Linked DNA regions of Bicyclus anynana: region 2 is linked to region 1. A link is a contact called in public Hi-C data. All regions are on one chromosome and are shown on one strand. The core of a region is the stretch at or near the end of the contact, and the rest is flanking DNA. Distances in the headings are between cores, read along the strand shown. Region 1 overlaps LOC112046537 (forkhead box protein K1). Region 2 holds the start of LOC112046537 (forkhead box protein K1).

The links. Hi-C and Micro-C count contacts between places; a contact is called where the count stands out from the background.
Region 2: a Hi-C map of whole body shows a contact between it and region 1, with 5 times the contacts expected there. The contact joins the promoter of LOC112046537 here to the enhancer-like site in region 1. A contact is called at or near these places in 2 of 2 Hi-C or Micro-C datasets (whole body and whole larva).

Annotation. Positions count from the first base shown.
Region 1 is chr11:806,398-811,228 of ilBicAnyn1.1, forward strand. LOC112046537 (forkhead box protein K1) reads right to left here. Exons shown (of 12, transcript XM_024083206.2): 2 at 3,131-3,291; 3 at 2,790-2,926; 4 at 2,092-2,183; 5 at 1,457-1,612; 6 at 726-881. Among protein-coding and RNA genes, the nearest start is that of LOC112046547, 18 kb to the left of the region's middle. Within about 2 kb of position 2,839, at least 8 of the 8 cell types and tissues checked have open chromatin away from gene starts, as enhancers often do.
Region 2 is chr11:851,069-856,361 of ilBicAnyn1.1, forward strand. It overlaps LOC112046537 (forkhead box protein K1), which reads right to left and starts at 3,007. Exons shown (of 12, transcript XM_024083206.2): 1 at 2,196-3,007. The coding sequence starts at 2,563. It overlaps LOC112046539 (GSK3-beta interaction protein), which reads left to right and starts at 3,260. Exons shown (of 2, transcript XM_024083208.2): 1 at 3,260-3,459. The coding sequence starts at 3,453. It overlaps LOC112046540 (dynein axonemal heavy chain 3), which reads right to left. Exons shown (of 67, transcript XM_052884388.1): 67 at 4,843-5,293.

The DNA of each region.
Region 1 (4,831 bases), core at 1,589-4,088:
TTATAAACGCGAAAGTTTGTATGCATGTTTCGATGTTTCTTACTCTTTAACGCGGCTACTACTGAAGCGATTTGGCTGAAATTTGGATTGGAAATAGATTTTACTATAGATTAATGCATAGGCTACTTTTTATTCCGAAAAAATCCATGGTTTCCCGAGATTTGCGAAAACTGATGATTTTGATGATATGAATGTTTGTTACTCTTTCACGCCTCGACTACTGACCGGAAGTAGCTGAAATTTGGTATTGAGATATATATATAGCAATGGCAAAGCCTCCGACCATCCAGACTGGGGCCAATCAAGAAAACTTCAAAGGCCCAGCCGGGGACCACTGCGCTGGCTGACGGAGGCTTTATTTTTTTACAAGTTAGCCCTTGACTACAAACTCACCTGATGGTAAGTGATGATGCAATCTAAGAAGGAATCGGGCTAACTTGTTAGGAGGAGGATGAAATCCACACCCTTTTGGGTTTCAACACGACGTCGCACCGGAACGCTAAATCGCTTGGCGGTACGTCCTTGACGGTAGGGTGGTAACTAGCCACGGCCAAAGCCTCCCAACAGCCAGACCTGGACCAGTTAAGAAAACCTCAACCGGCCAAGCCAGGGCCCACTGCGCTGATATATTTGTGATGGAAGGTGACGGAGGCCGTCATATATCAGTGATGGAAGTTGGTAGCTGGTAATCCCGGAGGAGCGCCAGGAGCCGCCGCCACTACTACCTGGAGGAGAGGCCGAAGGGCGCGCGGAACTGCACGCCGCGCGGGCGCCGCGGCCGGAACGCCAGCTCGATGAGCTTGCCCTCGCTCTGCGGGTCGATGCGCCAGAAGCTGCCCTTGCCCGGCTCCTCCTGGCTGCGCGGCACCTTGATGAAGTACCTACGACCAAATACATTATATGTTAAATGTGAAATACGCACATGTTAAATGTGAAATACGCACATGTTAAATGTGATATACGCACATGTTAAACGTCATTTACGCATGTGTTAAACGCGATATACGCACACGTTAAATTTGAATTAAAAACATTTTGAATGAGATATAATTATGTGTTTATGATCTGTATAATCAAAAATGATGCCTAGGCATTATATAGAATACCAGGGGCATTATCCATATTATTAATTAATTAATAATATTATACAGCTGTTAGATAGCCCATTTGTGGAGGAAGGTTACAGGCTATATATTATCCCTGTATTCCTATGGAAATGGGAAACACGCGGATGAAACCGGGCGGCGTCAGCTAATGTATTATTCAATGTATGAAATATTTTCTATATTATATAAATATTATTTACACATTCGTTAAATGTGTATTAATTAAACATATATGTTGAACGAGCTATACACACTCGTTCAATATGAATTAATTATACTCATACATAATATATTGAACGTGCTATACGCTCTCGTTAAAAAATGTGAATGTGACGGTATGGGGCACTGACCGGTTGAGCGACAGGTTGTGTCGGATGGAGTTCTGCCAGCCCTTGTCGGCGGTGCGGTAGTAGGGGTAGTGCTTGGTGATGTAGCTGTAGATGCCGCTCAGCGTCAGCTGCTTGTCCGGCGCCGACGCCACCGCCTGCACGATCAGTTGCGCGTAGCTACAACACAACACCAATAACAATCAGAAACTATCAACTACTTTATAAAAATTATGTTTTTTTTGTATGTCCTACAACTTGGACTAATCTCCGATCAGTCCCATAACTGTATGTTTCGAGTTGATCCTTATTAGGAGTGCTCATGTAACTCTTCCTGGCTTCTAAGGTCCAGGTCGACTATATTTCCATGTGGGAAAGCTTTTAGTGGTGGCATTATATCCAGCTAAACTCTGCATAACAGGTCTGCATACAAATAACTGGTCTGCCATTATTGTCCGCCATTATGGATTTAGAATGACGTCATAAAGCTAACCATCCAAGTTAGTACGAGTATATGTATAAGACTCTTTAGCGTGGATTATATTTAGAGACATATTTGAGTAAAATTACTTCCTTAGGTTTCCCTTCATAGACTGGTAAATAAAATGTTATTAGTAAGGCTTGGGCATATTATAATGAGTCCTGCTCAATCAACGTACCTGTACGGTGGTTTGGCGTCGTCGCGGCCGTCGCGGTGGTCGCGATCCCGCGCGTCGCGCGAGTTGTACCCTGAGTCGGAGGTAGAAGAAGCCTAGAATAAAATAGCAGATCACGTTAACAAATATTCAGTAACTGCATAAACATCATTATTAGTGACGTGCCTCATTGGTCCGGCGGTTAGCCTATGGGGTTTTGAATCGTGAGGTCCTGGGTCGAGCTAAATAACGTTTCGTAAAATTCGTAGCAGCAACTTGAAGTTGCAATGTTGATAGTATTACACCCTCGTGGCTCGAAGAAATCAGACTATGACAGCGCTTCTAGTCATAGAAAAATAAAAAGTTTAGCTCTGCAAGTCTACAATGTTGGCTACAGAAAATAGGCTGATTAAGATGATTATTTCAATTTAAGTATGTTGGAGCGCTGACCACCAGTTAACACGGAGTGACACAGGAAAAACAATCTAGATTCAGAATAGGGTGAGTGAGAAAAGGAGAAAAGCAGCGAGAGGAAACTACTTGTACTACTAGAGAGTCAAGAAAGTGCTCTAAGAACACGCCAACAAGTACCGGGCTGTGTTCCTAAATCAGCTGACCGTACACTTTGCGACATCGCCATCCTAGATACTTTGGAAATAGTGTTTAGGGCTCCAGCCTTCGGAGATTCGGACAACTGGTGACAAGATGGTGCCGGTACTCACCGCGGTGCCGTTGCTGTTGGGGCGGTGCTCCGCCAGCGCCGCGTACTGCGCCACCAGCCCCAGGTCGGGGTGCCGCCGCCCCGACGAGCCGGCGCCGCGCGGCGACGTCGGACAACTGTTGGTGGCGCTTATTGTGCCTGAAATTTAATCAAAGAGGTGTTATGAACTTATTGTGGGCAACAGAATTTTGCGGGTACTTTCTGGTCTTGCCAAAAATATTTGGGATCTAACTGATGTTCTATTTTGTCGTTGTCCATGGGTATGGTGATGCGCAGCGGTTCTCCTGCACCAGGGGCTGTGTATGTGCTGCAGTGGACTCTATCAGACTGATGGCCACTCACCGGTGGGAGAGGGCGCCGGGCTGCGGCCGTCGTTGTCCATGGGTATGGTGATGCGCAGCGGCGGCAGCGGCGGGCCCGTGCTGCCCGCGCCGCCGCCGCTCTCCTCCACCAGAGACTGGAAGTCCAGGCGAATGTTCGTCGATGGGAAGCGGAGAGTACATCTGTAACCAAGGGAATACTAATTGAATACACTGTTAAAATTGAATTAGCTGGCTGGATGGATGGATGAACTATTGAGTCGCTAAAAGAAGCTAGCTTAGCCTACTTGAACGGAATTGAATATTTTAACTTTTCTACTGAAGCCAAGTAACAATCGATTTTCAAATGCAATTCCAAATAGATTAGGCACAATGAAGGGCTGATAGCGCAACGATATCGAGCGAGTTGCACGTAAATATCCAATGCGCTTCCATGAAACACGAGTGGGTAGGTGAGGCGCCGCAATATACAACGAATAGGTATGTGGCGCTTGCCTACCTACTAAATATATGCCACACTAGTGGCGTCGAGTCGGCGGTGTACTCCTACACTATGCTCCTTTAATTTGAACACGTGTAGACATTTAATACCTAGTCGTACTTGCGGGTACAAAGTATAGTCAACTTATTCAGGGACGTCCGTTTGGCTGTACACTTTAGTTTATCTGTATTAAATAGATGGTTTGTTTCGTTAAAGAACATTCTTTTACTTTTAGACCAGCCTCGCTGTTGATTATCTGTCTACTGTAACTGACCAATACATCCAAAGTCCAAAGAATTAAAGAAAAAAGTCAAACAGACCTCGAATAGTATGACAAACTATACCCTGGAATAATGTATTGCACCTCAGCACGTGTAGTGCGTCATTTTTAAGAAGATGTCCTCAAATGACGAGCCTTTGCTCGAAGATCTTACAATAATTATCGATTTACGCCAAACGGGCCTCTGCAAAGCAAGCTTTTTTCAATTGACCGATGTCAAACCGGAACGTTTGCGTACATCCCATTATTAGCATATTTTAAGGACCCACTGGTCCAATCTTACTCCTTAAAGAGAGGTTTCAAGCATAGACCCACTAAGCTGTTCCAATGCGGATTACAGTGCGTTTCGTATAGCATGGTGCGGGTGACAGTTCGTTTAGCTCATGAAAGTTGGCCGCGTTCGCGATAATAGTACGTACTAAGGACGTCATAAGGCAACTGTCACCCTACCCATGCTATCTTAAAAACACTATAGCAAGCAATGCGTGATAATGAACTTTTTAATGTAGGTATTACTAAAGGTCCTTGATCTGCAGCTGACGTCATGATAATAATTAAGTCTGCTTTAATACGATTGTTAGGTATTGGTTGGTTGGTACCTGTAAAATTAAATATGTCTGTGAACAATAAGAAAAGTAAAAGAAAGGGAGAGAAATATCTATGTACGCGATTTAGTTGAATCATTGTTTATTGTTATAAATAACATGCTATTTCAATGACAAAGACAACAACACCCGGATATATCACACTGTATACAAAGTAAATATGTAGTCGTATAGATGGTTACCAATAAAAAGTACACTGCCAGTAAACCAATCGCAACTATCGCCTGTATGCATTCGTAGGTACTGCACTGTTAACGAGTATAATGAACATATTAACTTACTTGTATATTTATTTTTCAAATATATTCAAACTAACGCTTTGCCTGCATAATGGCTAGAGGTAAATTAAGCCAATCA
Region 2 (5,293 bases), core at 1,757-4,256, 45 kb after region 1:
GTCTTACTTAAGCGGACTGGTTAATGAATACTAGAACACGAGCGTTGGTAGGGACGAGTTAGGAACGACTGCCTTAACTTCACATCGAAGCGAACGTTCTTACAGAAAATGTTTACGTAGCAGTTTGCCTGCTTAGGGTTCACTGCAAACGGTATTTGTGATTGAATATAAGGCACGCTACAAGGTATAGGAAATTTTAACCCAGTATAAATAAATAATTAATAAAAACTGGTTAATAAATTAGTAGGTATATATTATACACTTAAATAGATAAAGAAGCATATCTTAATATAGTCTTGAATTGATTATCATGTGAAACTATGTAAATGAACAATTTTCAAGTAATTTGTTGAAAAATAAGAAGTACACATTTAAATGATGAATTTATAAAATTCAAGTCTTTTTCTCTTCACAAGGTATTTCATGCTGAGCATCTCAGACCTACATAACACAAATTCATTAGCAGCAACTGCTAACCAAAACCAATCTCATAGTAGGAAGGATCCGCCACCCAGCATTCAATAAGTCTAAAATAATAGTTCCTGTATCAGAACAATATCAACCCACCCTCCTACACACTCCAAGGTTCCAACGTGGGTCATGGAAGCCACATGGTAGTTGCTGACCTCTCTGGTACAGTTGGTAAAGCTGTGATTTTTAAAAGAGAGGACCTTGTTTCCATTCCCTATGTAGGTCAGTTTGCAAGCTGATTTTTCTTTTATTCTATAATTCAGGTCAGGTCTGGTGGTAGGCTTTAGCCGTCGCTAGTTACCACCTTACCGGCAAAGACATATCACCAAATGATTTAGAGTTACGATATGAAACCTGACAGTATGATGGGTAGAGTGAACTTGTACCTACAACTTCCAAGTAAACCTGCTTCCATCTTTTTTTTCTATTATTTACCTTGACTACAATCTCACCTGATGGTAAGTGATGATGCAATATAAGATGGAAGCATGCTAACTTGTTAGGAGGAGGATGAAAATCCACACCCCTTTCGGTTTCTACACAACATTGTACCAGAATGCTAAGTCACTCAGCAATAAGTCTTTGTTGGTAGGGTGATAACTAGCCACGGCCCAAGCTCCTATGACCCAACCAATTAAGAAAACCTCAATTGGCCCAGCCCAGGTTCAAACCTGTCTTGTAAGTCTACCGCGCACAGCACTGCTCCATAGAGGCCATCAAAAACAGCATCATTACTTAACATCAGGTTACAATGGAGTATCAGGCCAACTTGTCATTTTTAAAAGAAAGCCATGAATGTAGTAAAAGTGCAGCATCTCAATAACTTAAAGGCAACTTTACACTTAATTAAACAATGTGTGGTGAAATTTGCTACTAAGTCAAATATCTGGCAGCATGCATGACATGATTTCTCTAAAAATTGATATTTGATTAGTTTATATGCAGCAGAGACATGAGTGAGGCAGTAACTGCCTCATTGGTTTTGATTTTGATTTTTTATCTCTGTCACACAATTGACTCAGCACCCACACAGTCTATGTAATGCTAAGATATTCATATCAATTAAATTATAAAGTTTGGTTTGACACACTGATCTCATGAAGGAACTGGTTCAAATTGAAGAATCCCGTCAGTGTTGCATGTCTCATTAACTGACAAAGACTTTGGCCTATATTACATGTTTTTATGTGCTTTATATTAAGTTTATGTAAGTGAAACCACAGGGCAATGCAAGTTCAGAAAAAAGGTGATTAACTCAAAACAAAATTGCATCATTTTGGTTATGTGGAGCTAAAATCAATATGCATACATTTTATAATTACCTACACATACTTAGTCATCGCTATAGCAACTACAGTAAAAACATTATTTTTAAAAAACGTGTCATTGTAATTAAATAATATTAATTACTCACTTGTTATGTATCACAATAAGAATTCCGATTTAAAATAATAAATAAAATATTTATTTATTATTTTTATTATTAATAGTAAAGTAGTGGTAATAATTAGACAAGAAATAATTATAATACTGAGTAGGCTAAAAATTCCCATAAAAACTTTCAACCTTCAAGTGCACAAATAGTTGAAATAAAAAAAAAACAATAACAACAGGTGGGTAGATATAAATAAACAAATAGTTTGTTTACAAACAAAAACCAATCAGCAATAAATAGGCAAAGATGACCTCTACAGTGTACATTATCTATGGTAAAGTGTACTGACCTTTTGGGCAACTGCATCGCGGCCGCTCCCTTCCGCTGGAACACCCCGTCCACGAGGACGCCGTTCTTGCTGTTGCACGTCAGGTAGAACTCCGGGTGGTCGTAGAACAGGTCGAGGTGCCGGCGAGATATGAAACTCGAGTGTCCCATGTTCACATCCACTTGTCCGCGGCTGGAGTTACGTCCGATCACCACTCTCTTTTGCCGAATCAAATACTCGAAGTCGCGGCCGTCGAGCCGCGCGATCGCGACCGCGGCCGGCTCCTGCGCCCACTGCACCTTGGAGGGCGACGGCGGCGCCGACTTGAGCGAGAGCAGCGCCCGCCAGGCGTCGCTCTCCGAGCTCTGCGATATCTGAGTCTGAGCCATGGCGCGGGCCGTATCAGCAGAGTCCACACGCGGGGCGCGCTGCCTCGCCGCGATAGCACATCACAGACCCGACACCGCCGTACCGCGACCCGGATTTCCGGAACCTGCCGAATCCGTGTCCCTTCTACTATTATTTGAGGTTACTGACGGGACGCACATGCGCAAAGTTTCTACTTGTACGGTAAACAAGAATTATATAAATCACACCACCACGTGATAAAACTGTATACAATACATATACCTACTCAGGAAGCGCGGATCGATACTGTACCGAGTGTATGATAGCGTAAATCAATCCCTGGACGGATTTTGAAAGTTTTTTGTTATTGCACTGTGAAATTTTCGCAATTGGACCGAAATTAGACACTAAAGTAAACACGAGGCGAGAACAAAAATAACCAAAAACGTCAGTTCGCCATACGCAGTTTACAAATTCGAAGCGCCATCTATACAACCCAACAAAGAAGCAAAAATAATACGTTCCATTCTACACAGCTTTCAATTAGATAATCAATATCATTTAATGATGATGATGATGAAATTATAAGCTCTTGGTTTTTATTAATAACTTTAACTAAAAAATATTTGATAATTATCATTATTGTTGTGCTCATACCTCCTAAATGAAAGTTGTGCTGCGGTTTCTTCATATTTTTTTTTCTTTCATCTCAATAGCTTTCAATAGGCTAGTGTCCAGAGCTGTTATTAAAAAAATATTTCGTTTGTCAATAAATGAAAATTGGAACTTGGAAGTGGAAAATATTATTTTCTAGTTCATACAATTTATTAGCAATTTAGATTATATTAGAATTAAAAGAATAGATTAAAATATTGACCAATATTTTCGATACCTAATAAAATATTTCACCTCTTTCATTGCGAGCTTAATATGTCGGGTAAGTAAAAAAAATAGCGCCACATTTAAATATTTTTTTTACATAATTATTTGTTTTTTACATATTGATTTTATGTCCGTGTATATTTTAATGAATAGGTTAAATATTTTATATACATAGGGAAACCGGTGGCTGGTTTATTTGTGTGTAAATAGTAAACCAACACAAACACTAGGGTCTATTTTTAGATCTTATACAATTAATCCAAAATACAATTAATCCAGAGTAAAATCTATTTCCATTCCAATTTTCAGCCAAATCGCTTCATTAGTCGCAGCGTTAAGACGGAACAAATATACACACGAACTTTCGCATTTATTATTATTATTATATATAATATTATAAGTATTAGTGTGATTAGTGTGATACACCACAATTTACAATTAAACAATCTATACAATCTATCTATATATAAAATGAAAACAATGATAGGCTAGTCCATTTTTCAGCTCAAATACACTAGCCTATCATTATTTTTATACAAATTGCATTCTTACATTTTCTTATTACTCAAAAGGTCATCAATATTAACTTAATGAGCATGCTAGTGAGAGCAAAGTGGCTTGAACGGAAGCACTGAGTACGCTTATTCCATTGTTAATAATAATAAGTCATTTGGTAACAGATAACGGAACGGAGCATGACCAAACAAATACTTGTGTCTTGAATCTCATGGCTTAGCGCTCAGGAACTGTTTGATCTGCTGCAACCTCTGATATACTACCACAGGAACGCTAGGCATAGTTGAGATCTGCTCTGTGATGTTGTCAATATTCTTTGGACGTGTACTAAGCAGTTCCTTTTTCCTTTTACACACTGCAAAGATGTGGAATGCTCTTCCAGCTTCAGTTTTCCCCTTACCTATCGAGTATATTCAAGTTAAGAGTGAATAGACATCATGGAAAACACATTCCACCATAGGCTGGAGTAGGATTTTGAATCATCACTTACCTTCAGATGTGATTGCAATTAAGCCATTGCTTACACATAATAAAAAATCAGGCCCCATGAAATACCTGTTAACAACACCTTGGCCAGCTAAATTTGATTTAAACCTGGTAGAGCAGCTTTTAATACCTGTTATAATACAAACTTACTTCAGTTCTAATCTGGGAAAGGTTTTTAACTGACTTCCAAAAAGGAGGAGGTTCTATGTTCGGCTGTATGTATGTTTTTTTTTAAACAAGTTATTGAGATTTTCCTGGTATGCACCTGTGCGCTTCTACCATATCCACATACATATTTTTATTATGTTTATTTGATAGATCATAATTATCTTTATTTAGATATCTTTGTTTAAAAAAAAAAGGAATAAATATAAAACAAGCAATATGGTCCATCTGACCATAGTAGAGAATTAAAAAATAAAATTAAACCATGTAATCCAAGAATAATTTATTTATTAAATATTGACTAGAAATAGATCACAGAGAATAATAACTAATGATAATAATGTTATTACATGTAATAGTTTTAAGTAATACAATAAAAATAGTGGAAAAATGTTTTCATAGTTCATCCTGCTACTATTCACTAAAATCTGATGGTTTAACTTATGTGGCACATCATTCAGTTTGTAAAAAAGCTACGTAGACACATAAAAAGTAGGACCAACATTCATAAGATCAAAGTGATCCACATAATTATAGCTTGGCAAGTTCGTTGACGACACTCCCATGATATGCGGGCGACGGGGGAGGCGGGTTGTGAAATCGTGCCCGCGGGGCATTGCTTATATATTGCATATAACGTGTGAAGTGTTTTTTACATAATTTGATACATAGTACGAGATCCGGCATCCGGAATATATGTATACACTCATCTGTTATTTAAT